Linked DNA regions of Mus musculus: regions 2, 3 and 4 are each linked to region 1. Evidence: chromatin contacts called from public Hi-C and promoter capture Hi-C data. All regions are on one chromosome and are shown on one strand. The core of a region is the stretch at or near the end of the contact, and the rest is flanking DNA. Distances in the headings are between cores, read along the strand shown. Region 1 holds the start of Map3k9 (mitogen-activated protein kinase kinase kinase 9). Region 2 overlaps Slc8a3 (solute carrier family 8 (sodium/calcium exchanger), member 3). Region 3 holds the start of Susd6 (sushi domain containing 6). Region 4 overlaps Smoc1 (SPARC related modular calcium binding 1).

Evidence for each region. Promoter capture Hi-C pulls out the DNA fragments that hold promoters and counts their contacts. A called contact is a pair of places that touch in the nucleus more often than the background predicts.
Region 2: a contact with region 1 is called in a Hi-C map of the N1E-115 cell line, with 9 times the contacts expected there. The contact joins the enhancer-like site here to the promoter of Map3k9 in region 1. A contact is called at or near these places in 12 of 39 promoter capture datasets (the 3T3-L1 cell line, 3T3-L1-derived adipocytes, the HPC-7 cell line and 6 more), 3 of 15 datasets of contacts at CTCF or cohesin (the NIH/3T3 cell line, embryonic stem cells and pro-B cells), 35 of 484 Hi-C or Micro-C datasets (B cells, the Ba/F3 cell line, the C2C12 cell line and 23 more), 6 of 115 datasets of contacts at active chromatin or transcription factors (astrocytes, embryonic stem cells, neural tube and 1 more) and 1 of 9 other capture datasets (embryonic stem cells).
Region 3: a promoter capture Hi-C map of hippocampal neurons shows a contact between it and region 1, with 6 times the contacts expected there. The contact joins the promoter of Susd6 here to the promoter of Map3k9 in region 1. A contact is called at or near these places in 1 of 39 promoter capture datasets (hippocampal neurons) and 1 of 115 datasets of contacts at active chromatin or transcription factors (trophoblast stem cells).
Region 4: a contact with region 1 is called in a promoter capture Hi-C map of neural stem cells. The contact joins the enhancer-like site here to the promoter of Map3k9 in region 1. A contact is called at or near these places in 1 of 39 promoter capture datasets (neural stem cells) and 1 of 115 datasets of contacts at active chromatin or transcription factors (embryonic stem cells).

What each region holds. Positions count from the first base shown.
Region 1 is chr12:81,775,380-81,782,796 of GRCm38.p6, reverse strand. It overlaps Map3k9 (mitogen-activated protein kinase kinase kinase 9), which reads left to right and starts at 1,627. Exons shown (of 11, transcript NM_001174107.1): 1 at 1,627-2,307. The coding sequence starts at 1,923. Gm46366 (a long non-coding RNA gene) reads left to right here. Exons shown (of 3, transcript XR_001780649.2): 3 at 248-777.
Region 2 is chr12:81,196,553-81,204,243 of GRCm38.p6, reverse strand. It overlaps Slc8a3 (solute carrier family 8 (sodium/calcium exchanger), member 3), which reads left to right. Exons shown (of 7, transcript NM_001167920.1): 5 at 91-190; 6 at 1,726-2,001; 7 at 4,377-6,329. The coding sequence ends at 4,753. Among named protein-coding and RNA genes, the nearest start is that of Gm3693, 28 kb to the left of the region's middle. Within about 2 kb of position 4,178, at least 19 of the 459 cell types and tissues checked have an H3K27ac peak or open chromatin away from gene starts, as enhancers often do. A contact at or near this core is called in the N1E-115 cell line, cerebral cortex, liver and 3 more, where this site is marked.
Region 3 is chr12:80,786,923-80,794,429 of GRCm38.p6, reverse strand. It overlaps Susd6 (sushi domain containing 6), which reads right to left and starts at 3,898. Exons shown (of 6, transcript NM_178682.4): 1 at 3,615-3,898.
Region 4 is chr12:81,139,953-81,147,086 of GRCm38.p6, reverse strand. The region is part of intron 5 of Smoc1 (SPARC related modular calcium binding 1); the gene reads right to left. Among named protein-coding and RNA genes, the nearest start is that of Mir3067, 23 kb to the left of the region's middle. Within about 2 kb of position 5,701, at least 71 of the 459 cell types and tissues checked have an H3K27ac peak or open chromatin away from gene starts, as enhancers often do. A contact at or near this core is called in neural stem cells, where this site is marked.

The sequences.
Region 1 (7,417 bases), core at 378-2,877:
AGAGACCAGTCAAGTATGTCATTTCCCCTGAAGTTACAGGAGGTGCCATAGTGGGGGATGGGAACGGAATCTGGGTCCTCTGGAGAAGTCAATGCTCTCAACCACCAAGCCATCTATCTCTACAGCCCCTCCAGGGTGTGTGTGTGTGTGTTATCTACTTTGTAAGACTCCTTTCTCACACACATGAAAATTTTATTAAATAAAATATTTGTTTAAACACTATTTTCCCTTTCCCATCCTCTTGTAGGCAGAGTGGCTTCTATCAAGAGAATCTATCCAGACTCACGCATGTATTTCCCAGTTTACTGACCCTCCCAGGAATTGAACATGTTAGACCCTCCTATAAACTTGACTGCGTTAGGGGATTTACTTCCGGATCTCCGTCCCCAGGACTGTCTGGATGCTCCTTGAACAGTACCATCTCATCCCTTTCCCAAGACCTTAAATGTGCACAGTGTCTCCCTTTACAATGTAGTCACAGCCCCTTGCAAATCACTGGATGTCCAAAACTAAAACACAGGAGGCTTTTCCCTCCACGGTCTTCACTTCAAGGATAAACAGATGGCACCTGCCCAAGGTCATGTAGCTGCCTCGCTATTTTTTCAAATTGCTCCAGTTTGCCTAATATTAAACTTCAAATTAAAATGAAACAAAAATGGTCTGGTGGGGCACATTGGCACACGCCTGTAATCCCAAGACTTGGGCAGTTGAGGCAGCGAGATAATGAGAGGCCAGTATGGCCTACCCAGTAAGATCTTGCTTCAAAACCACAAATGAGCAAATAAACAATGAAGTACTGACTCTTGTTACACAAATCACATCAATGCCTGTCTTGGAAATACAGTTTGGTAGTTACCATGGCTGAAATATGGAAGCCATTGCTATGACAGGCTTAAAAACATGTAAAAGAGGTTAAGGTCCTTGGGGGTGGTGGCGGCAGGTAACAAAAAGACATAGCATAGGTCAGCCCTTGCCCAAGAATGGCAGGCAGCACCCGCCTTTACTCCTTTAGTCTTTGGAAACTGGGTATCCAGTCACCAGGGTCCTAGATATAGCCAGTTTCACAAGGCAAGCGCAAACTAGCTGGTTCCGCATGACTTCCCGAGCCTGCGGAAGCCCCACTAGGAGACCTCCCCTTTCGGAATTCTAATAACAATGGCCAGGAACTTCTTCTTACAAAGATGAACACAGTCTTCATTAAGGCCAGCAGAGCAATCGAAAGAGTTCTTCCATCGCTAGCCATAAGGTTCCGGGGTGTGAGTGTGTGCGTAGCGGCGACAGTGGACGTAAGCTGGTCCCCGTGGCCAAATAGGGGAACAGCAGATCCATCTGAACCGGGAATTGGCGCAGCCCGTAGGACCAAACGGCGCGGACAAAAGACAGAGGGCTCCGCAGCCCGCTCGGACTGTCCGAACGCACGCTGGGTCTCACCTTCGGGAGCCACCCAATGAGGTCTCAGCCACCCTCAGGAGACGGACAGCCGCGGCGGGCCAATGGGAGGATGGGTTGGCTGTGGAGGCGGGCCCATCCTGGAGGCCCCGCCCCCGGGTCCGCAGGGCTGGGGCGGAGCCAGGCTCGCGTCAGGTGGTCCCGGGCGTGCGGGAGGCGGGGCGCACGGGGCGGGGAGGGGAGGGAGCGGCCAGCGGGCGGCGGGCACGGGCGGCACGAGCAGGTGGGAGCCGCCGAGGGGCGAGGCCGCCCGCGGGGGCGCCAGGCGGCCGGGACTGCGCCGCGCCCCTGTCCGCGGTGCGCGCTCGCGGTGCGCACCGGGCGTCCTCGACTCTCGCGCGCCCAGCCTGCTCGGGCCCTACCTGCGGCGGCCGTCGGGGGCGCGGAGCCCCCAGCGCTGCCGAGCCGCATGAACAATAGGCGGCGGCGGCTCCCGCGGGCGGCCGCCCCGCACCCTATGGACCAGCCGCTCCATGGAGTCCTCCAGATCGCTTCTCGGCTGCCTGGCGAGTGCCACTGCCGCCCCGCCGGGGGACGATGCCACGGGCGCTGGGGCCGAAGAGGAGGAGGACGAGGAGGAGGCGGCGGCCGAGCTGGGATCTCACGCCGCGCTGCCCTACTGGACGGCTGTGTTCGAGTACGAGGCGGCGGGCGAGGACGAGCTGACCCTGCGGCTGGGCGATGTGGTAGAGGTGCTGTCCAAGGACTCGCAGGTGTCCGGCGATGAGGGCTGGTGGACCGGACAGCTGAACCAGCGGGTGGGCATCTTCCCCAGCAACTACGTGACCCCGCGTAGCGCCTTCTCCAGCCGCTGCCAGCCGGGCGCCGAGGACCCCAGCTGCTACCCGCCCATTCAGCGTAAGAAGGCGGGCACCGGTGCCCGGTGGGGACGGGGGGCTGAGGCCTAAGGATGGGCGAAGAGCAGTCCCGAGTGGGGAGCGACTGGCCCGGGCATGGGTGGGCACTTTGGCTGCAGGGGCTTTAGCTGGTGCTACCCAGAAGCTCCAGAGTCGCAGGCCCTGCCTGGAACACCGGGCTTCTTCACCGTCATCTGACTCGCTCAAGTAGCAACTCTTGAAACCCTAGCAGGAGTCTCCTTACGTCCCAACCCCTTACCCCCCCCCGCCCCCCCCGCCCCTTGTGCCCCTCCAGATCTGGAAGGGTTTTGGAGAGCAGGTGGTTACTGTCACCAGTAACCTTAGTTCCCTAATCAAGGACCCGGCGGACCTTTTCTGTTTCTTGTCTCCGCCTCTTAAAGGTATTTGTCTAGAGAGGAGTGGAGGTGCCTCCCGCCTGCCTGGGCAGGTTCACAAGTCCCGGAAGCGTGTGTGAACTCAGGAGTCAGGTGCCTTTGAAATCTCGTGTTGGTTTCTTGGGTTCTCGTACTGTATTTCAAAGTTGTACCCTGAGGAATCTTGCCGAATATTATGTTAGGAAAGGTGTGTACAAGGGGAGGGGGCAAAGTTATGAGTGGAGAAATAATTAGAGGGAGAAAGTATGTCTGTCCCTCGTGGGAGTTCAGGATCAGCAGGTACAGTGGCTAAGTCCTTGTCCCATACAGCCATACTGTTCACACAACACATTTTTTTTTTCCACCCTAGATCCTTGCCTATATTTGGCATTGGCCAAATCTCAGGGGCCAGGACCAGGGTTCCCTCCCAGGGCCTTTCTCCCTGTGTCCTGGTTTTCACCAATTTCCCAGGAACCGTTCCATGTTCCTAGCAAAACCCACCCACTCTCTCTCTCTCTCTCTCTCTCTCTCTCTCTCTTTCTTTCTTTCTTCCTTTCTTTCTCTTTCTTTCTTTCGAGTTAAATTGCCATTGTAATTTCTTAATCACTTGTATATTCTTGATTGGTTTAGAAGATGGCAGTCTCTCTAAGTGCAGTTTATAGCGTTTAAGAATTTCCATAATTCCAGTTAGAAGGCATTCTTACATATATGGTAGCAGTTTGTTCCTTGTCTTATGTACTTGATTTAAAAAAGAGAAGCCATTACAAAGGGCTAACTTTGAGTGTTTAGTTTTAAATTTTCATCTATGATAGTTATCTGTTACTTATTTTTACATGAACAATTATTTTAATGAATAATTACATTACTTTAAGATGATTTTGAAATAGAATGGCAGCTTCTTGTTTTCTTCTTTTCCCTTTGGCCTTTTGACTGTCAAGCGATTCAGGTCTTTAGTTTTCCTTAGACATATCCCCTTTCATTCAGTTTCTTGTTTATACATTTTGATGTTTATAATGCCCAAAAATGGCAGGCAAGTTGTTTTAGATTGCTTTTGAGTGCTACAGATTTTTGGCAATGCTGGTAAGACAGAGACCAATGAAGGGGCCCAACATGGTGTTTGGAATTAGTGCTGGAGATGAGCTTGACCATATGTTGAAAGACATGAATAATCTGATATATTAGGAAACACAGTGTGTTGGTTTGTTTAGTTTTGGTTTTCTGAGACAGAGTTTCTCTGCCTAGTACTGGCTGTCCTGGAACTCGCTCTGTAGACCATGCTGGCCTCAAACTCAGAGATGTACCTCCTTCTCTGCCTTCTGAGCGCTGGGATTAAAGGCGTGCACCACTACCTGGCTACAGCATCCTCCAGCTGAGAGTGGGTGGAGTTCAGTGATGCTGTTTTAGGGACAGCTAACATGAGAATGTACAAGTTACGTGACGTTCATGAACAACAGCCTGTGTGGTTTCCTCAGCGTCTTGTGCTCCTGGCTGTCACAGCAGTCAGGAGCCAACATGACTTAGGTTAAAAGAACCTTTCCACGGAGTGCCAGACATGTCAACAGTGTGCTTCATTCAGAGATGAATCCCTGTAATGTGGCCAGGACTTACCTGTCATATGTCAGTGCATAGGGTGGATTCCTGAATCTGGATCCCAGATGGGAGGACCTTGTGCTTGTGGAAGGAATTCACTTGAGGAGCTTGGCGTGGAAAGCTCTGGTGAGGGTTCTACCTTCAGCTTACTTGTGACTGGCCTGCTTGAGAGCTCATGAAGCTCCAGTCCAAAGCTCTTTCCTCAGTAGTTGCTGAGTGGTGGCTACTAAGTATCAAGGATGGAAGGAGTAAAGGGAGGCTAGGAGTGAGGCTAGTCAAGGAACCATAACATCACAGTGGTGCTTTGAGAAGGCAGGAGTGTCTCACCTGCTTGCTCTTCCCACCAGTTGAGTTTGTGTCACTCAGAAAACAAAGATGATTGACAAGCTTGTCCCCCGGGATCAGGAGTAGAAAAGCCTGATGACAGGAACACGTCCCCAGAGCTGCCCTTTTGAACTTCCCCTCTGGGGCTTACAGCCTGTGGTAGGTTCAGAACTGTGAATGGAATACCTAAGTCTAGTCAAGCAGGGAGAGTCAGGCTTGGTTTTATGGTATTGTTTTCACGTGAAACTTTTGCTTCAAGCTTTATTCAGAATAGAAGGGGAAATTAATCTTTGGTCAAAGAAAAAAATATTCTCATGATACCTAAGCTATTTTACATTCTACTTTTAACCCCCACCTGGTGTAGGTACCAGGGGTTGGCTGTCCATGGATGACAAATCTATATAACCTGGGTGCCCTCTCATCTCTCAAACTTTGTAATACAAGGTGAAAAATATAAAGTCCTAGTTAGTCACCCATGGAGATACATAACTCTTAACATGTTTCATCTACTCTAGTGTTAGTCTATTTGCAACACAGAATTAAGGCCACTTAATTTACATTTGTTTTTCCTGAATTCCCTACAAATGTAAGGATGTATTTTTAGATATGTCTAAGGCTTGTGTGTTTATGTGTTTGTGCATATATATATGTATATATATATATATATGAATGGTGTGTGTACATGTGTTTGTGCATATTCATATATATATATGAATGGTATGTTCATATATTATGCTTTTATATATATATTATATGGTATGTGTACATATGTTTGTTCATATTCATATATATGAATGGTATATGTACATGTGTTTGTGCTTTTTCATATATATGAATGGTGTGTGTGTACATGTGCTTGTAATATCCATATATAGATGAATGGTATGTGTGTATGTGTTGTACTTATTCACATATATATGCATGGTGTGTGTATGTGTGTGTACATTGTCTGTACAGATGCATGCGTGCATGGAGGATGCTGGGTGTCCTCTAATGATCTCTGCCCTGTCACCTTGTGAAGGTCTCGCACTGAATCTGGAGATTTTCAGCAAGGCCCCAGTGATCCTCCCATCTCTGTTCCCTACCCTAGCACTGAGGTTACAGGTCTTTTGGCCATGTCAGACTTTTCCTGTGGGTGCTGGGGCTCTAAAATCAGGTCCTCAGGCATGCACAGCAAGCTCTCTTACCCCTGAACCATCTCCCTAGACTAGGTACTTTATTAATCTACTTTACTTTTTGAAACAGGAACTCAGTGCATCCCAAGCTGCCGTTGAACTTGTAATGCTCCTGCATCTAGCTCCTGAGTGCTGGGCTTACAGCTGAGTATCACACGCCTGGGTCTTTATATAACACTTTGAAATGAACAAAGTAAATCATTGCCGTGCCCCCAAGTCCTCAGGATGGTCCTGGCATATAACTCTATGCCCCAAGCATACAGTCTGCAGGAAATAATGTCTTCACTCCAACATGATATTCCTGGAAATAGCCTACCACAGAAACATTTTCAGAAAATGTGCTGCATGCAAGTTGACCTGATTCTTGCTTAAAACCAGGTCTTTTTTGGAGCAGAGAAGGACAGGAGAGCTGCATGCTTTCTGCTTTGCGGCTGAAGGTCTAGTCCCTGTAAGTCCATCCAAAGGACTTCTTAGCAGGGAAAGAAAAAGAAAGTTGTTGCTCCCCCTTCCAGGTTGTTCTGTCTATGGTAAAGCTGTTTTGCCGGCCGGCTTAGTTATGTTTCTTAACTTAGCAGGAAAAAGCTGAGATCATAGCTTCTACACTGAAAGTCACCACTTTCCCTTCTGCTCCAAGCCTTTGTCTCTGGACAGCTGCTGCTGAAGGAGCTGTCCTTTTCAGCACCGAGACCAGAGTCCTTGCAGAGCCTTCTATAACCTCAGGCAGTTAGGTAAACATTGGAACCCTACTGTGTGTTGACCACTATGCTTCAGAGCTGAGAAACAGAAAGTGAGTATAAGAAATATTATAGTTAAATAATTCAAAGACTTAGTCAAAGAAATAGAGTGACCAAAACAATTAATTGAAGAGGCACGGAGCTTTTCATTTGTGTAAGGGCTGGTAGAAAACAGTAAAAAGAACATTCCTTGCCTCCAAAGACCAAGTAGACCTGTATTTTTCAAAGGGGTTTCTAATTCCTCTTTACTGTGGGCATGTTTCCTCATTCATGTGGATGACATCAGGCAAAAGTTAGTAATTAGTCAGGATTCATTTTTAGGACTCAGAAACATTGAAGCTATTTTAAGTAAGAAATGGATTCAGCACAGGAAATTGGGTGCTTACAGACTTGTTGGCTTGGAGAAGAGGCTCTTATGAGGAGCGTTCTGGGCAATGCAGAGCTGAGCCACCAAGAAGTTGGCATTGTTCTCACAGAGGAGGCCCAGCTTTTGGAGCCGCTGTTGAAGATGGCAGCTTCAGGAACATCCTGTTTTGTCTGCAGGCTGGAGAATAGGCTGCACAGCTACAGAGCTGGTGACTGGACAGTGCCATGCCACTGCAGACAGCCATACTTGCCAGGAGAGGCAGCCAGAAAATAGTTTCCATCTCTATTTTGCAAATCTGTGTGTCCTTTTGCCATAAGGGATCCTGGGATTTGTGGTTTCGTAGTTCTCAAGCCTCTCTGGTACTAAAAGGTGAGGTGCTAGAAGGGTGGGTGCTATTGGGGTGGGTGCTGATTGCTGTCCTACAGCTTCTCCCAGGTCCTTGGCTTTTTAGGAGGCTCCTCCCCCTCCAAGAGACAATAACACCCCCCCAGGCCATCTTTATTTCATGATATCAGGGACTAGAGCCAGGACTTTGCAAATACTAAGC
Region 2 (7,691 bases), core at 2,929-5,428, 580 kb after region 1:
TAGGGCATCTTTCATTCCTATGTAACACAGAGGCCTCATTGGTTCTGAGAACTCTAACTTTATCATGCCAAGTTTTTCTCTCCATGACAGAGTACAGTGGATAAGCTGATCAAGAAGACAAACCTGGCATTGGTTGTGGGGACCCATTCCTGGAGGGACCAGTTCATGGAAGCCATCACTGTTAGTGCAGGTAAGAGGGTCCTAAAAAGAGCCTTGCTAGGAGCACCGACAATGCCCAAGAAAGAAGATCAAGCCTAGCTTTGTGGCTTATCACTTCCAAGGAGAGTCTACAGTGGATCTTCCTGGCTCTGGTCCTACATGTTTACCTATCTCACTGAGCAGCTGAAAGAGATAGCCACATCTGTCTTCCAACCTTGATCCTTTTGTGTCAATTAGTGCAAGGATGCTCTCTGTCTTCAGTGTTCTTGGCCCTAAAGAGAACGACTGTTAAATAAGTACAGAGGAAACTCAAGTCCCCACCATTCTTTATCTTCTCCTTGGTTTGTCTTCCTTTTCTGTAAAATGAAAAATAATTCTGCCTTACAGGACTGGATGTCAAGAGTTAGCAAAATGTTTTGCCTTGACCCCCTTAACTAATCTCCACCCAGGATGGTTCCTTTGACATTTACAGGAGGACCCAGTCTAGCCCAGGCAGAAGCCCCAGATGCCTGGAAATGTGTTGGAATGAGGATGGACAGGGTCTCCCAGCTGCCCCTGCATTGTCTCTCAGCAACACTATAGTTCTCTGGAACTGACAAGCACTACTGGCCTTGTCTTTTTCCATGAGGTTTTGTTGTCATAGCAACCCACAGGGTCACATCCCTAAGGCCCCAGAGCCAGAGCAAACTCACAGCCAGGAAAAGAGGCTCGCTGCTGCTGCTGCCCTGCTTTCTCACCCATTCTGCTGTGTCCCTTCTGATGACCTGACTGTGCCCCTCAAGAGACAACAAAAGGAATGTAGGCCACATAGTCTACCCCCCCCCCTTCACAAAGGAGGGAACTGAAGCTCAGAAACTATAGGTAAAGTGCCCCAGGCTAAGATTTCTTTCATTCAAAATTAGAATTAGAATCCAAATTCCTGACTTCTGCTCCTTCCAAACTAAGGCAGATTTTTCTCCTGGGCCACTGGAGGGGCACATGCATCCACATCTCTTAGCAAGAATGAGCATAGACCATGGGGTATCAGAGGGATGGTACTAACTTTCTGGTCTACCTCCATGATCTAGGATGACAGCCATTCCCCTGGAGATGAATAACGACAGTATTATGATTGCTATTGCTGTAGACAGGTTAGAAAACACAGGAGGAATCCCACTGGCACCCAGTGAAGACTGAGCAACCACACAGCCAATTTTGTTTTCTTTGCCTAGATCAAATGCATCCAGTCCCGGCCTTCTTTGTCCCTCCTCTGTATCTCCTGTCCTGTTTTCCCACCCTGCCTCTTAATCCCATTCTCTATTCCTTTTCTTTATCCCATGGCTTGTTTGCCTTCTTCCGTGCTCACTCAGCACCCTGCATTTAAGCTGATCAGTGGCTGCATGACCAGTTTGTTTCCCATTTCCCAACTGTTTGTGTGGTGCCCACCCTGTTTCCCACCTGCTGTCCAGAGAGAGCTGGATCCCCATTCTGGCCTGGGATGCCTGGGATGTGGGTTGGACTTGACATTTTCATGGGTGGAGCTCTGACCTCCCTTCCCTTTCTCAGGCCTGTTTATCTTATCTCCAGGAGGGGATGAGGATGAAGACGAATCTGGAGAGGAGAGGCTGCCATCCTGCTTTGACTACGTCATGCACTTCCTGACGGTCTTCTGGAAGGTGCTCTTTGCCTGTGTGCCCCCCACAGAGTACTGCCACGGCTGGGCCTGCTTCGTGGTCTCCATCCTCATTATTGGCATGCTCACCGCCATCATCGGGGACCTGGCCTCTCACTTCGGCTGCACCATCGGGCTCAAGGATTCGGTCACAGCTGTTGTTTTTGTGGCATTCGGCACCTCTGTGCCAGGTGAGAGTGAGGAGTGCTTAAGTTTGCAGGGAGGATGTCCCCTCATTTAAATGACCCCTACACTCTGCCTAATCTCAGATCAGAAACAGCAGGCCCTGTGGGTCACAAACAATTCACATGGCCAATCCCTGCCCTGCTCATCCAAGCCTTACTAGACAGGGGAAACTGAGGCCTACCAAGTATATGGTACCTAACCAAGTGAGTGGCCCGATTTCTTAGCCTTCATGTTATATTAATAAGATACACGCAATGTAATTAAATAAATAGAATAACGCCCTTCCATTTGCCTTCGGCAGCCTATGAGAGTTTAAAGATTAGCCTGCTCACAGATGTCCCCATAAAGATACCTACAATCCTTGTTGGCCTCCCTTGCTCCTGTGGTCACCTTTGAAGTCAAAGCGTCTCCTATCAGAACTGGCATGAGAACCTTAGTGGGATTTGTCCTTTAGTGTGAGGAATTCCATGCTGTTTATCTTCTTCTAAGCATCCAAAGGCAAACCGCAGTAACTATTCATTAATTCGTTTAGTAGACTAATGTTGACTGAGCTCTCAAGATGCCTGGTACGGTGTTGTGCTGGTTGCAGATCTATTATGTGAGTCAAGGCAGACATGTTTCCTCCTCAGCCCTTAGCTAAAAAAAAAAATCTAGCAAAGGAGACTAGACCCAACTAATTAAAATCCATCTTAATAATTCCTATGAAGTAAAGGTGTCAAACAGGAAACCTTGAGTTAAGCTGAGTCAGGGCAGGTCCTATGGAAACCATGCCTGAATGACAAATACTAAGTAGCAGGTATTAGGCCAGGCTCCCTACTTAACTCAATCTGGGTTTCTACGGCATTTGAACTCTGACCTTTTGCTAGCTTCAAGTATTTGTACTAAATCTCACCAGGCAAAGGTCTCCAGGGTGAATCTGGGGCATCCGTCACCGTAACAAAGAAGGATACCCTTCCAGAGGTCAATTCTAAGTATTAAGTTCTTCAGTGTGGCTATGACAGAAATCCCAAGAGAAAAACTTAAAGACGGAAGAATCCATTTTATTCACAGTTTTGGGGTGTCAGCACAACATGTCATGGAAGGATACGATGGAGAAAAGCAATTCATATCTTGCTTGACAAGAAACAAAGAATGTGGTAAAAGGCCCAAGGCAAGCTATTATCCCCCAAGAAATGTTCCCCAGTGAGATACCTGCCCCAACTAGGTCCCTCTTGCCTTTCAGTGCCTCCTAATAATGTCACTGAATTATGACTTCATTAGTGAATGTGTCCATTCCTTGACTCATAGCCCTTAGGATCTAATAATCTCTGGAAACTTCATCACAGACACACCCACAGATACCATTCGACCAATCCCCATCTAACCAAGTTAATACTCTAAATGAATCATCACACTATACCCACAGCACATTTCAGGAAATCTTTCTTCTAAAATCCCAGCTCAGACTGGGGGGCTGAGAGAACTGCTTTATGAATTAGTGATGTCAGAAATCTGGCTATTATAGAAGTGAGTCTGCTGTTAAGAAATCAAATGGTGCCAGGAGCCTTGCAGGTGAGATGCCCTGTGCTCACTGCTCCCCAGGCCTTGACATGCCTCAGCCATCAGAGGGAAAGGGGCAGATGTGAGGGGGAAAGACATATGGGGAAAATAACCAGGGATAGATAAGAGCCAACCTGAAAAATTATAGTTAAGATAGACCAAGACACTTTCCCTGGGAGATCCAGGAAACTTGGCAACAGTGAGATATCAGGATATACTGCATAGGGGCATAGTTTAAGGTATTTCCAAGACCCAAAAATTGGTCCAGAAAGCACATGACGACACCGGGGCTTTCAGAAGAATATGCTATGGTTCATATCTCTGATTGCATGGCTCTTGATGAAACTCTTTGGCTGTGGGAGGATACTATGAAAAGGATTCTTCCACAGGAATTCTAGAGTCAAGTCTTTAGCTAACTTAAGGACCTTCTGTAGATGCCTTAGCCCTTATTTTCCTGAGCACATGGGCATCGTTCAGTCGCCGTCGAGGTTACGTGAGTGCATGACCCACATGACAGTGGCAACCTGCTTCCAGGGATGTGAAAGTTCCTTGGGTAGATGTTATGAATTATTTCTTTGCTAAAAACAGAGTCAGTGGGGAACGATATGCCTGATAGGTAAATATTGGGATGGGAATAGCTCGTAGAAAGCTTCAGATACCTACAGATGAGGACTAGGAAACCCTGACCCATATTGGATGCACTCAAGGCCACACAGCTCAAGAGTAGCAGAGCTGGAAGTGGTCCCTTTGCCCATGCTGCCAAGCTGCCTATAAAGGATGCTCATAAGGCCCCGCTCAGCCCATCCTCCCACAGCTCCCATTTGTCTCTGTCCTTTTCCAGATACATTTGCCAGCAAAGCCGCTGCCCTGCAGGACGTGTATGCAGATGCTTCCATTGGCAACGTCACAGGCAGTAATGCCGTCAATGTCTTCCTGGGTATTGGTTTGGCCTGGTCCGTGGCCGCCATCTACTGGGCCATGCAGGGACAGGAGTTCCATGTGTCCGCTGGCACTCTGGCCTTCTCGGTCACTCTTTTCACCATCTTTGCATTTGTCTGCCTCAGTGTGCTCTTGTATCGTCGGCGGCCCCATCTGGGCGGGGAGCTCGGAGGTCCTCGTGGCTGCAAGCTTGCCACGACATGGCTCTTTGTGAGCCTATGGCTCCTCTACATACTATTTGCCACGCTGGAGGCCTACTGCTACATCAAGGGGTTCTGAACCGCCGGAACAAGACCGCCACAGGGCAGACCTGGGACTTCTCCTGAGAGAAGGACGCATCCTCACCAACCTTCCCAGGTTACTCATCCCTGGAGCAGACACATCGGGACCCGAGCCCCAGGAACTTCACCTGACCTTGGCCCTGGCACTGCACAGAAAGGGCAAAACTTAACCAATCCAATAAACTGGAGAAGGCATCCACTGTCCAAAGTATTTAATTAAAAACAAACCAACAACAGCAAAAAATCCACCTCTCCCCATCCTGCCACTCACAGCCCTGAGCGTCCCCTTCTATCCCACCACCCAACTATTCCTTTGACTCTAGTTCCCCACAAGGGGCAGGATCTGCCCTGTCTCCAGCAAGATGCATCAAGACTCCCTCACTCAGCTGTCAGGGTATGAGAAGGAGCCATCTGGACAATGGCTGCCTTGGGATGCTCTCTTCACCTGGTCGTCATTGTAGTCATTTTCATTCTCCTACCAGGTTATTGTCTTGTCTTCTCTTCCTGAAGTTAGTGACAAAGGACCCTGAAGGAATTCCAAATCTGAGTGACAGACACCCTCCCACTCTCATCAGGCCGCTGCCATCTCTTGGCTCCAACTCAGGGCATAGGAGGAGCTTCATTCTTCGTGCATTGACATCAAAGCCAAACCACAGAGGAATCACCTTCTTCTCAGTGGAAGCCATTCTACGTCTCTGTGCTGCACCTGTGTGTGTGTGTGCCCTCCCACAAAGAGACTTCAGAGCAGAGATAAGAGTGTTCCAGGCTGACCAAGGGCACCCGGGGACACACGGGGAACACCTCTCCAATGTTTCTGAGTTTGTGTCTGAGGTGGGGGAGAAGAGGGTCTTCAACTGGGGAGGTCTCTAAGGGAGTGTGTCTCTAAGGGTCTCTTAAAGTGTCAGTGATTGGGGGCATGGCAGCGTCACCACCCCTCCCTGGCTGATGTGCCATACTCCGAGGGCTGAAGAGGTGGCTTGAAATGAATTTGGAGGCTTGTAAGAGAACAGGGGCTTCCTTCCCCCTCTCCTGGCCTTCAGGCCACTTTTGAAAGCATGTTCATTGGATGGGGACCGGAATCCTTCATTTCCCCCATGTTCCTGCTTGTTTTTAAACCGCATAAAGCTCCCTCTTCCCAGACTGTGGGGCATTTCTTATGCCCTGCCCCCAAGGGATCCAAGTCACCACATTGCCAAAGAATCCAGGCTTCTAGAAAACAAGAACTGACACGCTGACACCCCACCTCCCAGACCTTTCCCCTGTGTGTTTTGAAAAGACCTGGCTTTAAATCACACACACACACACACACACACACACACACACACACACACACACTACAAAACTGCCCACGGGTCTTGAGGCTTTCTGCATTGACATAAATACATTTTCTAAGAGAGAAAGACAAAATTAAAACGACACCTGTTTAATTTTAAACAGATTTTTTAAAAAGAAAATAAAAAATAAAACAATGCTCGTGTCCTAAGCTGTGTTGACAGTTGCCGGTGGAAATGTTGGGTTGGTTCAAAAAAAAATAATAAAAATAAAATAAAAGGTCTACTTATATGTCTCTACACACAGCCTGCTTTCCCCCTGTGTTTCTTCAATGAGTGGTCCAGGGGCCACCTTGGGTATCTGCTGAGGCAGATGCAATTGAACTGAAGGTATTGTCTCCTATCACACACAAGGACTAATATGCTAGACATAGTATTTTTTTTAAACAAAAAAAGTTCATGGAAATGATATCTGTCACAGCCAGACTTCAGGAAGCAGGAGGACGTAGGTCATGTGGGTTGTGTAGATAGCAGCAAGGAAACGTTTTGTACAAGAAGGGAAGGGCAGGGAAAGACTGACTAGAAAGACATACTTAGCCAGGGCTCCTTACACAGAGACTCAGAGTCATGTCTGTTTGCTCAGGACTCACTCAAAACTCCTACTGTGTGCACCTCCCATGTGTTCAGTTACATTCTGGTGACACAATGAAGACTTAGTCCTTGACCATAAGAAGGTCACAGTGGAGAAGATGAAGTAAAATTTCTTTTAACACAGTGTTTTGGGTTCTAGGAAATAGGAACCAATGAAAATGGTTCTCGAAACAGAGAGGGGCGTGCACTGGGATGCCTGGTGGGGGAGGGGTTTGTGGAACTCAGATCGGGGGACCTGAGGAACCAAGACTACCTTCCCTGTCTGCCATTCATGTGTTCTCTCCAGTTCTTGCCTCTCTGTGTGTGTAGCCCTTCCCCTCCTCTGGTCTGCTCATCCCATCGTCCAGCTCAGTTGACAGCCCTAATATGATTTCATGGCCTCACAACCCCACTCCACAGAACTAACTGGAGCTTTCTGTTGGAGATCTGGGAGCAAATTTGCAACTGAGAGAATGCAATTAATTGCTAGTACCCAGAGCAGTATTTCTAGAAGGCAGAGACCTTTGTAGAAGGCGGTGTTGGTGAGTGTGTGCAAGCATGCATGTGTGCGTGTGTGCATGTGTGTGTGTGTCTGTGTGTGTGTCTGTGTGTCTCTGTGTGTGCTTGTGTGTGTCTGTATGTGTGTGTGTGTCCATGTACACACAGGCACACATGTGAAGAGGTGGGGGAAGCGCATGTGGCTGGGTAGCTATGGACTGAATCCATTCCAGGCCCAAACAAGACAGAGAACATAAGACAGAGAACACAAGGATGTAGAAATTACACTGCAGATCAGTGACCCTTCCTAAGCTGAGCAGGACGAGAAGCTTCTAGAGCTTGTGATCAGGTGCAAATGAAAACGGCCCTGGGCCACGGGTGCTCAGAAGCATGGCATGGACAGAGGGCCACAGAACACAGCCGTCAAATTACTGACTTGGCCTAGAAGAATGGAGAAGGACCTCACAGAGAATGAGACCTTGAGACAAAAATAAATGGCAATTTATTTTGGTGAGAGGACTCAGCATCTAGAAGACA
Region 3 (7,507 bases), core at 2,649-5,148, 990 kb after region 1:
TAGAATCTTCAAAGAAACCAAAAGAATTTCTTGTCACATATTTTGTTTCAATGTTTGCCCTTAACCCAAATATCATAATCTTCACATTCAACTCTGCAACACAGCAATTCTTGCTTTTAAAGTGTGTGTGTGTGTTTCCTTTATCACTTTTTTCCTCCATTCTCCTACTACTTGAGAGAATGTTCCCAGCAGGAATCCCATGAGTTCAAGGCAGATAGAGGAAGGAAAATGAATTTTGTTCATCAGCTCCAACTAGATCACATGCCAATCCAAGAGCTCAGTAAAATGTTTTATGTGTGGCAGACAGTGGGCTATCTGGACCACCACTTCCTCTCATGAACTATCACTTGGTAAAGGGGAAAGCAAGGTAAAACACAAGCAAGCACCCACCGTGTTCTTTGGCTTTCCTTCACTGCCAGCAGAGGTTCTACTTTATTCTCCCAAATCACCTGGTTGGTACTGAAATGAGGAAAATCATGTTCCCCGGTGAATCTTTAACTTTTCTCTTGGTTTTTACACAAGGTCTCACTTTTTAGTACTGGCTGTCCTAGAACTCACTATGTTCAAACTGGCCTTGAACTCTGCCTCTGCCTCCCAATGCTGGAATAAAGGCATCTGCCACCATGCCCAGTCTCAACAAATATTTTAAGATTTTAATGATTATGCACAGGTGTCTGTGTGCATTCAGCCCAGAAAAGGGCATCAAGTACCCTAAAACTGTGAAGTTATGAATGGCTGTGAACTGGCTGGGTGCTAAAAAACAAATTCCAGTCCTCGGAATTTGGACATTGAACAGCAAGCACTCAATCACTAAGCCATCTCCACAGCTCCCTAACTGAAATTTTAAGATACTTTATTGTTTCTCTAAGCCTACAGAGGATACCAGTAGTGAGCAGGTGTCAAGAGAGCTAAAAATACAGAAAAAAAGCACAGGAGAAATATGAGAGTAAAGGATGTTTTGGTGGTCAAGGGTGTCTTTTGGTTGTTGGGGGTTTTTTGGTTTCTTTGTTTTTGGTTTTTTTGTCATCTGATTTTGGCACAGGGTTTCACTGTATGTGTACCCAGGCTGGCTGGAAGTCATGACCCTACCTCAGGTCTCCCCAATACTGATTACAGACATGCACAACCAAAAGCAAGTTTTAATGTGAGAAATGGACAAACATAATGTGTGTAAAATAATGCTTACTAGTAATAATAAACTTGTAAAAAGTCTTACTTTTAGAAGCCAAGTGAATTAGTACCTTTGGAGGGCACGTGTTCTCGTGTGTGTGTGTGTGTGTGTGTGTGTGTGTGTGTGTGTGTGTGTAGGAAGCAGTGAAGCAGGAACCGAGGCCCCAGACACAGTAGAGGAGGAAATCCCCTGTCAGAAGATGCATCATTACATAAGTGCTCCAGTTCAATCGCCACACCATGGAGACCGGGCAGGAAACCACAGAGTGCTGAGGTCTTGCCACCTACCAGGCTGCAGGACCTTTTTACCTGGCTTTCTCTTTTCAGTGAGCTTGAATGCTGGCTCTGGAGAAGCTGGACTCAACAAGTCAAACTGACACCTGGTGGGCTTGCTCTCAGGACTGCATACCCTGAGCCTTTTCTATAGCAGAAGGTGAGGATTTTTTTCCTCTCTCATTCCTACTACAATATCCAGAGTCCCTCTGTAGACAGGAATCCCATCTACAGGGTCAGTCTCGAACTGATAACTGTTCTTCCTTTTAAACTTAATGGGTACAAAGTTCCTTAAGCAGCAAACAGTGAGCCAGGCATGGTGGCTCACACCTTTAATCTCAGCACTCGGGAGGCAGAGGTAGGCGGATTTCTGAGTTTGAGGCCAGCCTGGTCTACAAAGTGAGTTCCAGGACAGCCAGGGCTATACAGAGAAACCCTGTTTCGAAAAAACAAAAAACAAACAAAAAGCAGCAAACAGTAATGAAAACTAACACCATAAATCAAAATAAACTAAATTAAAAGTTGAGCACCATGAAAATCTGTCTGGTTTCAGTTTTAATCATCCCAGTATCTATAAAACCAGGTAACGACTGGCATATGCTGTGTATGATATGAAATTTAAAAAAAAAAGTGAACTAGTATTGTGCAACCTACCATTACTGGGCTTCCAGGAGCAAGTTAGGGATGCTTATCATCAGAGAAAGAGCCTCAAACAGTGGTGTTTTGAGAAGAATCTAGACACTCCAGAACTTACATTTGTGGCTTACATTATTTAACATGTGTAACTTTCATCTCAACTGAAAAAATAAGGATAATATCGGCCCTACCTCAAATATTATTACATGAGATCAAAAGTGAAACTTGGGCCAGTGTGATAGCTCAGAGTGGAGAAGCACCAGACGTGATCACCAGAGTTCAATTGCTGGGAGGTAGAAAACTGGCTCCTGCAGTTTGTTCTTTGACCTCCACACCAGCACAAGTTCACACACTCAAACTCACACACGCTAAATGAATTTAGCTTGGGACACAATAAACCCTCAACAAGTTTTCCACAGTATCACCACCTTATGAAGTGATTCCTTTATTGAAATACAGGAATCCACTCCCACCCCCAACTCAAGACAGTTCTCATTTCTACTTGAATGTGCATCTAATGAAAAATGCAAAGCTCAGAAAACTAAGAAGTCAAAGCCAAGGGCATGTCTCTACTAGTCTCCACTAGATGGTGACAGCCTGGGTGTAGAATTCCCAGAGCACAAAAGTGTGTGTGTGTGTGTGTGTGTGTGTGTGTGTGTGTGTGTATGTGTGATTTTATTATTATTATTATTAACCAAAGGGATTCTAACACCAAAAACCGATTGACCAGTGAAAAGTGGAAAGTCACTGCGGATCTTGCAGATCTAGAAAGGACTAAATACCCATGGCTTAACTGAAAAGGATAATGTCCCCGCACCTCTCTTCGAACCCCAACCAACAAGAGCAACAAAGGGCAGCACACTACCTTGTCACCAAAGAAGTGTGTGGCAACAACATTGGGCCTCTGCTGAACTAATGTAAAGTTCCCAATGAACTTAATGCCTCTTTGGGATCCCCGGCCTTGCTGCCCTCCCAATTCCGTTACAGGTAAGTTTTTCCACCATGGTGGCTGTCCCGGGAGGGACCATCAGTCTCACAAGTAAGAAAGTCTATATGTAGTTACAGTAAAACCGAAACAAAACAGGAAATGGGTTCGGCAAGTTTCAGCCCACATAATAAGAAAAGTTTTTGCGACTGAAGAGGCGACCAGGCGCTGGGGCTCCAGAACGCTCCCGCGCACAGGCGAGCGGCTGCAAGGTTTCCTCAGGAAACCCACCTCGGCCAAGCCGGTCCCGCCGTGCGGAACCGCGGCTTCGCTGGACTGGAGGGCCTCCGCCTTGCAGCGCGCTCCACCGAGCCCGATCTGCTCTCCGCTCTCGGGCACCGGCACAACCACGCCGCCGCCCTCGGAGCGGCCCGACCCGGCTACTCCCGCGCGGCTCGCAGTGCTGACACCGGCCGGCGCGGTAGCAGGCGGCCGCGCAGAAGGCCCGCGTCCCTGAGGAAGTGCTTGCCCGCCAGTGCCCTGACAACCGGCCCCGCGCGCCGCTGACACAAAGCCGGCCCCTCCAGCCCGGGCGGCGGTGACAACTCACCCGGGAGCGGCGCCGAGACCTCCGGGAAAGGGGGCGCTAGCAGCTCCCGCGTCGCCGAACCCGCTCCGCCGCTGAGCGCGCCCGCCTGCCTGCACTCCCTGTCGGGTCCCCCGCGACGCCTCGCGTGCCCTGGTCTGGCTCACGCGGCCGGGCGCTGACGAAGGAGGAGGACGAGGACGAGGACGCGAGCGGTGGCCGGCTCCTGAGGATGGAACGCGGCGGCGGTGGCGACGGCTGCGCCAGCGTCACTGGCCCAGCTGTACGACGCGGGCGGGGGAGGCCCCGCAGAGGGGGCAGGGCAGGGACGAGGCCTGGGCGGGGTCAGGCACGCACGCAACAAGCGCAGGCGTCGCGCCGCTGCGACCGCCCCGAGGAGTCACGCGCACGCGCCTCTGACCTTGTCTGACACGCCCCTGGCGGCGGGGGGAGGGAACCTTAAAGAGACAGTCACTCGAACTGCTCTGGCTGTAATACTCTAGTTAAGCCACCTTCCTAGAGGGCCCTCCGGTTCTTTTACTGTTATTGTTTGGTTATTATTTGGATGTTTTAATTACTGTCATTTGCAAGGAAGTATACTGTTGTTTAAGAGCCTCTTCTACACACGTCGCCCATTTAGGTCTTGAATCGCTTGCCTGACCTATCTTCAAAGCAGGTTATTATCTCCCTATTAAGCTGTACTCTAGGTTAGGGTGTGTAACTTAACTATCTCAAAAGTGTCCCGAGGGGGTTAGGTGGGGGTGGAAATGTAGATCAGGCCATTCTGATTCTATAACGCTGGGGTGGGCTTCAGGAATCTTTTTAATGGGTGTCCCTGAGTGCTATTTCTGCGCACTCAAAAACACCTGGCAGATCTTAAATGGAGGAAACTGACATTCCAGCGAGGCCTGGGGAACCTAGAGCTGCAGGCTTGGCCCCTAGCTTTTTGCTCTGCTTCTGAGCCTCCTTGAATTGCTTTCAAGCGCGTCTTAGGTGAGCAAATTGAGCACTGGTCAGCTGCATCCATTTAACAGTGACTCTCACTACAGAGGGGTGGCCATATGACAGTAGGAACTATCTCTTTGTGCCTAGGTACTTGGTACTAGGTACTTGGCCTGTCTTAGAGGTGCTCAATAAATGTTGAAGCACTCCTTGAAAATCAGTGACTCATAAATTAAGAAGGCCTGTTAGCCTTTTCTTTTTTTTTTCTTTCTTTCTTTTTATTTCTATTTATTTATTTATTTATTTATTTATTTATTTATTTCGAGACAGGGTTTCTCTGTGTAGCCTTGGTTGTCCTGGAACTCACTCTGTAGACCAGGCTGACCTCGAACTCAGAGATCCGACTGCCTCTGCCTCCCAAGTGCTGGGATTAAAGGTGTGCCCCACCATGCCCAGCCTTTTCTTTTATCTGTGCAAGTGCCCTACCTAGGATCTACTGGAGTTTTTTGTTTCTTCTTCTTCTTCTTTTTCTTCTTCTTCTTCTTCTTCTTCTTCTTCTTCTTCTTCTTCTTCGTTCTCCTCCTCCTCCTCTTCTTCTTCTTCCTCTTCCTCTTCTTTCTTCTTCTTCTTCTCAGTTCTCCTCCTCCTCCTCTTCTTCTTCCTCTTCCTCCTCTTCTTTCTTCTTCTTCTTCTTCTTCTTCTTCTTCTTCTTCTCAGTTCTCCTCCTCCTCCTCCTCTTCTTCTTCTTCCTCTTCCTCCTCTTCTTTCTTCTTCTTCTTCTTCTTCTTCTTCTTCTCAGTTCTCCTCCTCCTCCTCCTCTTCTTCTTCTTCCTCTTCCTCCTCTTCTTTCTTCTTCTTCTTCTTTTTCTTCTTCTTCTTCTTCTTCTTCTTCTTCTTCTTCTCAGTTCTCCTCTTCCTCCTCCTCCTCCTCTTCTTCCTCTTCCTCCTCTTCTTTCTTCTTCTTCTTCTTCTTCTTCTTCTTCTTCTTCTTCTTCTTCTTCTTCTTCTTCTCAGTTCCCCTCTTCCTCCTCCTCCTCCTCCTCCTCCTCTTCTTCTTTTTCTTCTTCTTCTTCTTCTTCCTTTTCTGCCAGATACCCTTTGAACAAAGTTACACCTCAGGGCCTTTCACCTAGAAAGCTTCCAATAAAGGTGCTGTGAATTACTGCCACAACAACACACCCATCCCTTAGAGCAGTGGTTCTCTCAGCCTTAATGCTGTGATCCCCTTAATACAGTTCCTCATGTTATGACAAAACTCCCAACCATAAAACTATTTTTTGTTGCTACTTCATAACTATAATTGTGGTAGTATTATGAATCGTAATGTAAACATCTGTATTTTTTGATGTCTTAGGTGCCCCCTGTGAAAGAAAGGGTCCGGTTCAACCCCTTTCAGGGTCCCAAATCACAGGCAGAGGACCACTTTAGAAAGCTCCCCCCTCTCCCTGTGGGCCTAGGAGAAACCCCTGATGTATTCCCTTCTTTTTCCTTTCTTCCTCTGAAAAATAGACACCTGGCATCCTGCCTACTTACCCAGTCTGAGGGAGCTGCACCTGCCCAGACCATTAAGGGGGTTGAAAAACATCAGCCTGGCAGGATCTGGACAGCCTGTAATTCCGGCATTAGGGAAAGAGGTTGAGGCAGGAGGATTCCAAATACAAGGCTAGCTTCAGCTACAAAGCAAGATCCTGTCTCAGCAAAAGAAAAGATGAGAAATACTGCAGGACCGTAGCATAGCTTACTAAAACTTGTGGTCCTGGCAGGAAGACCCAAGAGACAAGAGAAAAGAAACAGGGAAAGGGTAAAGAAGAGCCCGAGCCCCACCAAACAGAAGGATGGGTGAAAAAAAAGAAAGCAAAGGAAGAAAGTGGGTATACAGACAGATCATGTCTTCTGAAAGGACAGCTGAGTCTCCAGCCGTGCGTGGCAGTTTGGCCACTAACAGGGAACTTCATGGAACACTTGCCGCATCTCACGATGTCAACCCATATCATTACTCACCACCTACCAGAGTTCAGCAACTGGGAACAAAGTCCTCCAGCCCGGACTGTGTCCGGGGCTCTCCAGCAGTCTGGCAGGAATCCAATCACATCACCCCGCTGAAAAACCGACACCTAAGCCTCCCCACCCTGCTGGCACATCTCTAACAAGCTACCACCTGCCACACCTCTGAGACCTCACCATCTGCTCCCCTACCTGGAGTGTCCTTTCCCATCCACCCTTCCTCACTGGCTGTGCCTCTCGCGTCCCTCTGGAAGGCTCTGCTTTATCTTTACGTCCTCACTTTTTTCCCTTTGCTTTTATATTGCCAGGATGGGGATCAGGTCTAGCCCTCTTCTCTCTGGCCAGTACGGGCTCTCCAACCTTTTCCTTCCCTCTTACCCCTCCTAGCATACTTCCAATACTCCCTATAGATCTTATATCCTGCCTTGCTCTGCTCTCCTGCCAAATGAGGATGGTTCTCCCTGGCTTAGAGTAAGTGCTTGTTGTGGTTTGGTTTGGGTTTGGGTTTTTGTGGATATCCCAAGATGGAGGTTAAGAATGATCTTATGTCCCCACCCGCTCACACAAGCAACCCCGGTTAAATGAAATAGGACCCCCAAGATAGTCATGAAAGTAGGAGAGAGACTTGATGATAAGAAGAAAGGGTTTGGTGGCTGGGGATAAGAGGATGATGGAGCTGGGAAACATGATCAAAGTATAATATATATATATATATATATATGTATGTATATATATACATACATATATATATATAATTGCAAAGGAATAATTAAGAATAATTTGGGTTTACAAGAGTCGTAAATGCATGAGAAACATTTATTTTAAAAAGAGCCTTTTTATTTTTTTATAGCTCTAGGAAATCAAACCTAGGCTTTTCGGGGGGGGGGGGTTGTTGTTGTTGTTGTTTTCTTTCTCCCCCTAAGATAGAGTTTCTCTGTGTAGCCTGGCTGTCCTGGAACTCACTCTGTAGA
Region 4 (7,134 bases), core at 4,452-6,951, 640 kb after region 1:
GAAGGGGGAAGCCATCAGGCAGATGAAAGGCATGAGTCTCAGTGCAAGTCAGGCCTCAGAGGCAGTGAGCAGCTTTGGAAACTACCCAGGCCCTGATGTTTGGCTTTCCAAGGTTGCCCAGCCCCCAGCTATGCCTTGTCCTTGCAGGTGCGGGACTCTGGGAGCCTATAAAGACAGTGTGTGTGTGTGTGTGTGTGTGTGTGTGTGTGTGTGTGTGTGTGTGTGTGTGTGTGTGTGTGACAGCACAGAGAAGGCACTCTGGGAGCCTATAAAGACAGTGTGTGTGTGTGTGTGTGTGTGTGTGTGTGTGTGTGTGTGTGTGTGTGTGTGTGACAGCACAGAGAAGGCCTGGCCCACGCACAGGCAGCTGGAAGTCACTTCGACCCCATGACACTGTTCAAAGCCTCCTCTGTTTGGCTTTTTGATTTCTGATTGACATTCGCTGGCGAGGGGAGATAAATGCTGGGCGGAAGACAATGTTGATCCGCTCTGACTATTCTCAAGGAAAGACTTTTCAGAATAACAAACAAAACAAAACAAAACCCCCAAAACATTGGTGTGCTTAAGGGGCTGAATAGAGCCCAAGAGATCCAGGGAAGCAGGCTGGGCCCTTTGAAGGGGCTGGCAAGTCCATTGAGGAGTTAATTGTCTGGGTGTACAATGAGTTTATTCTGACCACATACAAAGAGCTTTCTCTTCAGGTTCTTCAAAAGCAAGTGTGTCAAAGGGGCCCAAGGAGGAATCTGTATTAACAGCATCTCTTGGGGGTTTTCTGAGGTGGAGTGTGAGCAATAAGAAAATAAATAAATAGATAGATAGATAGATAGATAGATAGATAGATAGATAGATAGCCCATGGTCCCCACCTGAGATTGAGAAGATTCCTCAGCAAGCCCAAGCTCCGCGATTCCTGAATTCATCTCAAGCCACATCACTACTGTAACCCTCCCTTATATTCTTTGATGACACCAGTGCCCGTCCATCTTTTCTAGGAATAAAGTGATGCCTGATAGAACTACAAAGTTCTTGCATTTGAAGGCACCAGATTTACGCGATTCAGGCTGGAGTACAGAAGTCCGGGTAACTTCTTTGATCATCCTGTTTGCAAACGTCTCTTAAGGTGCTACCCTGGGTCACTGCAGGAGGGTGGAATGCTTGCTAGCCCCAGCATCTCCTGAGAGGCATGGCTCCTGGGGAAGGAGGTTCTTAAGTGGGCTGAAAGTTGTCCCTGTGCTGACCAGTGAAAATACCTGAAGCTCGCTCCTAAGCAAGAGGTCCACGCTTTTTCTACCCACCTCCACACTTCCTCTTTGTTGGAAGAACAAACTGAAAGCTGGGTTTTGCAAGCACCTTCCCCTTGTCCTCAAGTCATGCATTCTTCTGAATAAAAGGAACAACCCAGGGCTAGCTAGGAATGCAGATGAAGGGCAGACAAAAAAAAAAAGAAGAGAAGTTGAAGAGAAAAAGAGAAGGGAGAGAAAGAGGAGGAGGGAAAGGAAGATAGAGCAAGAGGCACCTGTAGCCCATGAATCACTTGAAGACTGGATTCACACAGAACTCATCTGACTTCTTTAAAATGTTTCATTGTGAAGAGATGTGCTTAAGTTTACACAAATACAATGTCACATTCCACTTTACATAGGGGACTTAACCACGGACAAGGGACAGCAACTGGTAGAGTGTTTGCCTTGAGTCACAAGCTTGAGACTGATCCCAAGCAAGGTATAACCCAACTCTGTTTGTATACACCCATAATCCTAGAACTTGGGAGGGAGAGGCAGGAAGATCAGAAATTCAAAGCCAGCCTAGAATACATAGGGAAGGTCTAGAATCTCCACACACCACCATGGATACTGACAAATGACTGTAATTATATATGCTCAAAAGGATAGAACAAAATCAAAATCAAGAAGCTGATATGGGCACCATCTATCTTACCCAGACCCCAGCAGTTTCACACACACACACACCCCTGTTTATGTGTATACAACTCTGAATTATTATACCTATGTACAGATTCACGTCACATCATTGTCATACACAACTATCCCATCTCCACAGAGGCTGCCATGGGTCTCCTCTTCATGGTTACACTTTCCCTCTCCTTTACCCTATCATCACCTAGCAACTCCTTGTTTGTTCTCTACCTCTATAATCTTGTCATTTCTAGGATGTTGTATGATTGGGATTGTGTAGCATCTAATTTTTTGGAATATGGTGTGTGTGTGTGTGTGTGTGTGTGTGTGTGTGTGTGTGTGTGTGTGTGTACTTTGCACAATGCCCTTGAGACCTTCCCAAGTTCCAGCATATACTGCTGAGTATCATCTGCGGTACAGGCGTGACCCAGCTCATTGCAACTGCTGAAGGGCACTTGGGTTGTCCCTATTTTGACATTATAGATAAAGCTGCTATATATTACTTATGGGTGATTTGTGTGGCTGGCTTCATTTCCTTAAAAATAACGGTCTGGAATATAATTGGTAAATTCAAATTAACTTTATGCTTCGATTTTTTAACAGAAACTTGCAGTCAGGTATGGTGGCTCACCCCTCTAACGCCGGCACTTAGGAGGCTAAAGCCATAGAGCCAGGAGTTTAAGATCCAGCCCGAGTGACACACGCTGTCAAGGGAATGGAAGAAGTGGGGGGAGGGGCGAGCTGGGGCGATGGGAGAGGAAGCAGAGGAGGAGGAGATTTCCCTTTTCCCATCATGGCTGGGCTATTTAAATCCTCCCCAGTGGTGTATGAGGGATGCGGCTTCTCTGCCAACTCACCAACATTTAGTATGGAGACTATTTTTAACCCTTCTAATCGGGGTAGCTCACCATGGTCTTCATTTGCATTCCCTATGACGTCAAACATCTTCCATGAGCTCTTTGCCCTCTGTAGATCGGTTTTGGTGAAGTGTCTATGTATGTAGTCTGCCCACTTGTTAATTTAAACTTTTTCTAACTGTTGAGTCTATAGAGCTGAGTGTATGTTCTAGACACAAGTCCTGTGTCCGGCAGATGTTTTGTAAATATTCCCTCATGTCTTGAGTGGTAAAAATGTTCTCACGGACTCTTTTAAAAGTTGTAACGGCTTTGCGTTCTACGGTGTGGACTATGATCCGGCATGGGTTATTTTTCATAAAGCATTACATTGAGGATGAGGTTTTAAGAATTTTCTGTCATTTTTCTGTTTGTTTAATATTTGTTTTAATTCGGCATAAGTGAGTGTGTCTGCATCACACAGGAGTCCACAGAAGTCAGAAGACAGTGTTTGATCTGCTGGAATTGGAATTGGAGCTGTGGGTGTTAGGAGGGGCCTGGTGTGAATGCTGGGACCTGAACTCAGGTCCTCTGGAAGAACAGCAGGTACCTGTAACTGCTAGACCGTTCTCCAGCTCCTGTCTTCCTACTGTGTTTGATCTGTGGATGCCAGTTACTACAGAACCCTTGGCTACACTGAACTGCATTTGTCTCGCTATTAGACTTCTATTCTGGTGCGAGTGTTTCTGCTTTCTCTCTTCTCTATTGACTTAAGTTTATCTGTCCTTCCTCCAACACCTCACTGTCTTAACTGTCATAGCTTTGTGTCTTAAAAAAGATAAAAATCACCCCAGCCACCTTTCCCCTTTTAAGAAGTGCTTTTGCTAGTCTAATGTGTTGCCTTTGCACATAAATCTGACAATAAACGGTCCGAAACCTCATTATCTACATTCCTGCAGGTACAGAATCAGGGCAGAGAGACCTGGGAATGACAAGCCATCCACCTTCATGCAGGTGCCGCGTGGCCCTCAGAGCTAAGGAATAGAAATGGCCCTGAGACAAATCCAGGCATATCGCCCCATTCCGAGCTGTCTCTAAGGTGGTGTTCTTCACTTTGAACTTAACTCAGGAACAATGAGTAAGCAAGCGCATTCCCACTGGCCGTTAAGCCCTGAGTTCTCTCATCTGGACTTCACAGGCTCTGGGGCCGATCACCCAAAGAGTGTGAGAACTTGCAAAAAGTCCACACTCATTCCAGGTAGCCCCTCTCAGGGTCTTTCCTCAGAGGCTCTATCTAGAGCAGCTACCAGCCAGGGCTGTTTGGAGAGGCCACCCACCTCCTCTTCCAGGCAGAAGGGTTCTAAGACTCTAGAAACTGTTGGTCCCTGAAAGGCTCACACCCACTTGAAGATTATGTCCATCACAAAGGCTTACTTGTCCTGATGGGAACCCATAAAACAAGGCTGGGGTTCTCACCAATTTCACTCAAGACTACAGCCTCACTAGCTATGAAAAACAGGAGCCTTTCGAGCTCCAAATAAACATGTACCCAACAAAAGAAGCAGACACAGAACACCAACAGTTACTAATATCACCAGGGACTCAAATATGCAGCCACAGGGTAAAAACATAGACTCAAGGGTGATGCTTCATGTATAGGCTACCCCTGGACAGCCAGCCTGGTACATCTCAATCAGGCTTAGGACACTAGAGCACATCTCCTTCAGGTCTGCTCATTACCCCTGCCCTCAACTGTTAGGCCAAGTTTGGAGGCTGCAGAGCGCATCTCTTTTATATGGAATACCTGCCGACCATCACCCCTGCCCTAAGCCACCCATCAATACATTCTGACCCACGTCCTCAGGGGCACAGGTCCCAGGTTGGCATCCTTCTGCAGGCCAGACTCCACAAGATCCTCTAAAAATAGAGACACAGACAGGGACCTTGGGGAAATAATTGTGACTCACTCCTTACTCAAGGCACACTCTGTGGAGCAGCCAGTGAGGGATTAAAAAGAACTCTCTACCCATTAAAGGTGAGTTGGACTCAGAAGCTCTGACCTATTCTGAGACTGGCTTGACAAATACAGAAATTTCAGAAGGAAACCTTATGGAATCTATATTCATGATTTTGTTTCTTTCTCACTTGCTTTAAACAACAAACTCTCAGACCCCTTATAGGAAAATGAGAAATTTTCAGAAAACTTCCTCTGACAACCCTTGCCTTTCACTGGCTGGCAGTCCCAGCATCAGCCCAGCCGCAGGACTCTGTGACTCTGAGCCATCAAGAGGGACACTAAAAACCCCGCTCTGCACATGCTCTCTGGATCCCTCCATCCACATTGTTCTTTATCTCTCTCCAGTCTCCTCAGGTAAGTTGAGAATTGTCATCCTGGTACCTCATGGTACCAGGCAGTGCTCCACCCCCCTGCCCTCACCCCTGTGTCACCCTGCGAGCTCACCTAGAGTTCTTTACATCCTAGCCCAAAAAGAAACAGGTAAGAAAAGCTCACTGCCCACCTCGACACAGGCTGCCCCAGACCAGTCAGTAGTCTGGAAGCTCAGCCTGCTTCCCAGCCACTGCCCTTTGGACTACATCAGTGAAAACCCCTAATCAGTCCATCTCTCAGCTCCTGCGGCCTCCAGCTGTTTTAGCAGTAGAGCCTCAGAGCTAGAGGGACTGCCTGGGTACTCTTCCTTTCTTCAGATCCGCCTCCGTGGCATCAATAAAACACATGTGGGTGCAGGTGTGCACCACCCCCCATGCACACACCCCACCCCCATCTGTCTTCAAGAACCCAGGACCAGAGGAGGAGAGGAGGGGGCAGCAGGATGGGATTGCCCCAGATCAATGGATATTTGAAACTCAAACACATGGCCCAGGCCCTACACTGCGCGTGTTAATTACCACACATGTGCCCATAAAGGAGTCCGTTAAATACAAGGGGCACAAAGAACAGAGCGAAGAGAGGACATTCCTGGGGATTAAGTAAATAGTCTGAAGTTGTGACCCTCCTCCCCTCCTGCAGCAGGAGCATCTGGGGAAGATAACAGTGCCCACCTCCTCCCCCACTTCTTCCCTCGGGCCCCACACCTGTGAACCTAGGCCCCCCAGCCTAGCCAAGCAGTGGTGACCTGCTGCTGCCTGGCCGCCCTCCCTCATGCTATCTCTCTGGCTGTCCACCCCCAGCTCCCTGAACTCGGCCTTTCTCCTCCTCTCCTTCCAAGGCCTAATTCCTGGCCTGCGACCAGACTCTGAGCGGTCGCACAATGCATCTTTTCATTCCCTCTAGGCAGAGAGAACTGATCCTTCCCAGCCCCACCAATGGGGTATGTTCAAGAAGGCAAGAGAGTTTGGGGAAGAGAGAAAGTAGGTCCCATCCCTGCCTTGCACCCACATCCCTTACACCCACAGACCTAAGGCTCTACCTTCCCTGCAGTCATACCCCTTGCACTCCCAGGAGCCAGACCCACACCATTGCTCTGCCAGCCCCAACTCTTGAGAGATGCCTTGTGGGAGAAGCCACATGTGGGCATGAGCTCAGACAAGGGCCCTTTGTGCTGTCCCACCTGCTGCCCTGCGGAGCACATTCCATTCTTCAGTTCAGCTGAAAGAGGAACCTCTGCAGGTCGACACAGGATATTACGAATGCCCTCTCACACCCTGTCCCCATTCAAACCCCAGCTTCCTAGGCAGGTGTGGCTTCAAGTGGCCCTTCCTACAGGTGGTCCAAACTTGCTTTCTCTATATGCTTATGGCAAAGAAATGATCCTGTACCTAAACTGATCCTCTAAGTGGAGGGAAAAGGAGACCCCTGTGCAGAGTTCAGATCCCCAGGGTAGAGTGAGATCTAGCACACACCGTCACCCACCGCTTGGCCTGTCCTTCGCCTCCACTGGACCCCGCAGGAAGAAGTAAGCCAGCCATCGGGGCAAGGAAGCAAAGACCTGGGAGCTGACAGTAATGGCACCAACCTGTGGGTCGGGACCCCTTTGGAGGGTCGCATCTCAGATAGCCCGCATATCCGATATTTACACTACAATTCATAACAGCAGCAAAATTACAAATATGAAGTAGCAACAAAATAATTTTATGCTTGAGGATCACCACTGTTAGCATCAGAAGTGTTTTACAGTTAGCCTCTGAATTCAACGATGACATCATCCCTAGGCGACAAGGACCCTCCTTCTTCTGTTGCCAGGGCGGCATTCACTGTGTATGTCTCACCTGCATTACCTGTGCGCGGTGGTGTGCATCATTACCTGGCAACTACATCATGGCCCAGATAAAAGACAGAGACCTGCCCCATCTCTCTCTTTTCTCTTCCTCACTTCTTTCCCCCTTCAACAACGAACCTCTTTCGTGAGAACTGCGCTGGCTCGGCGT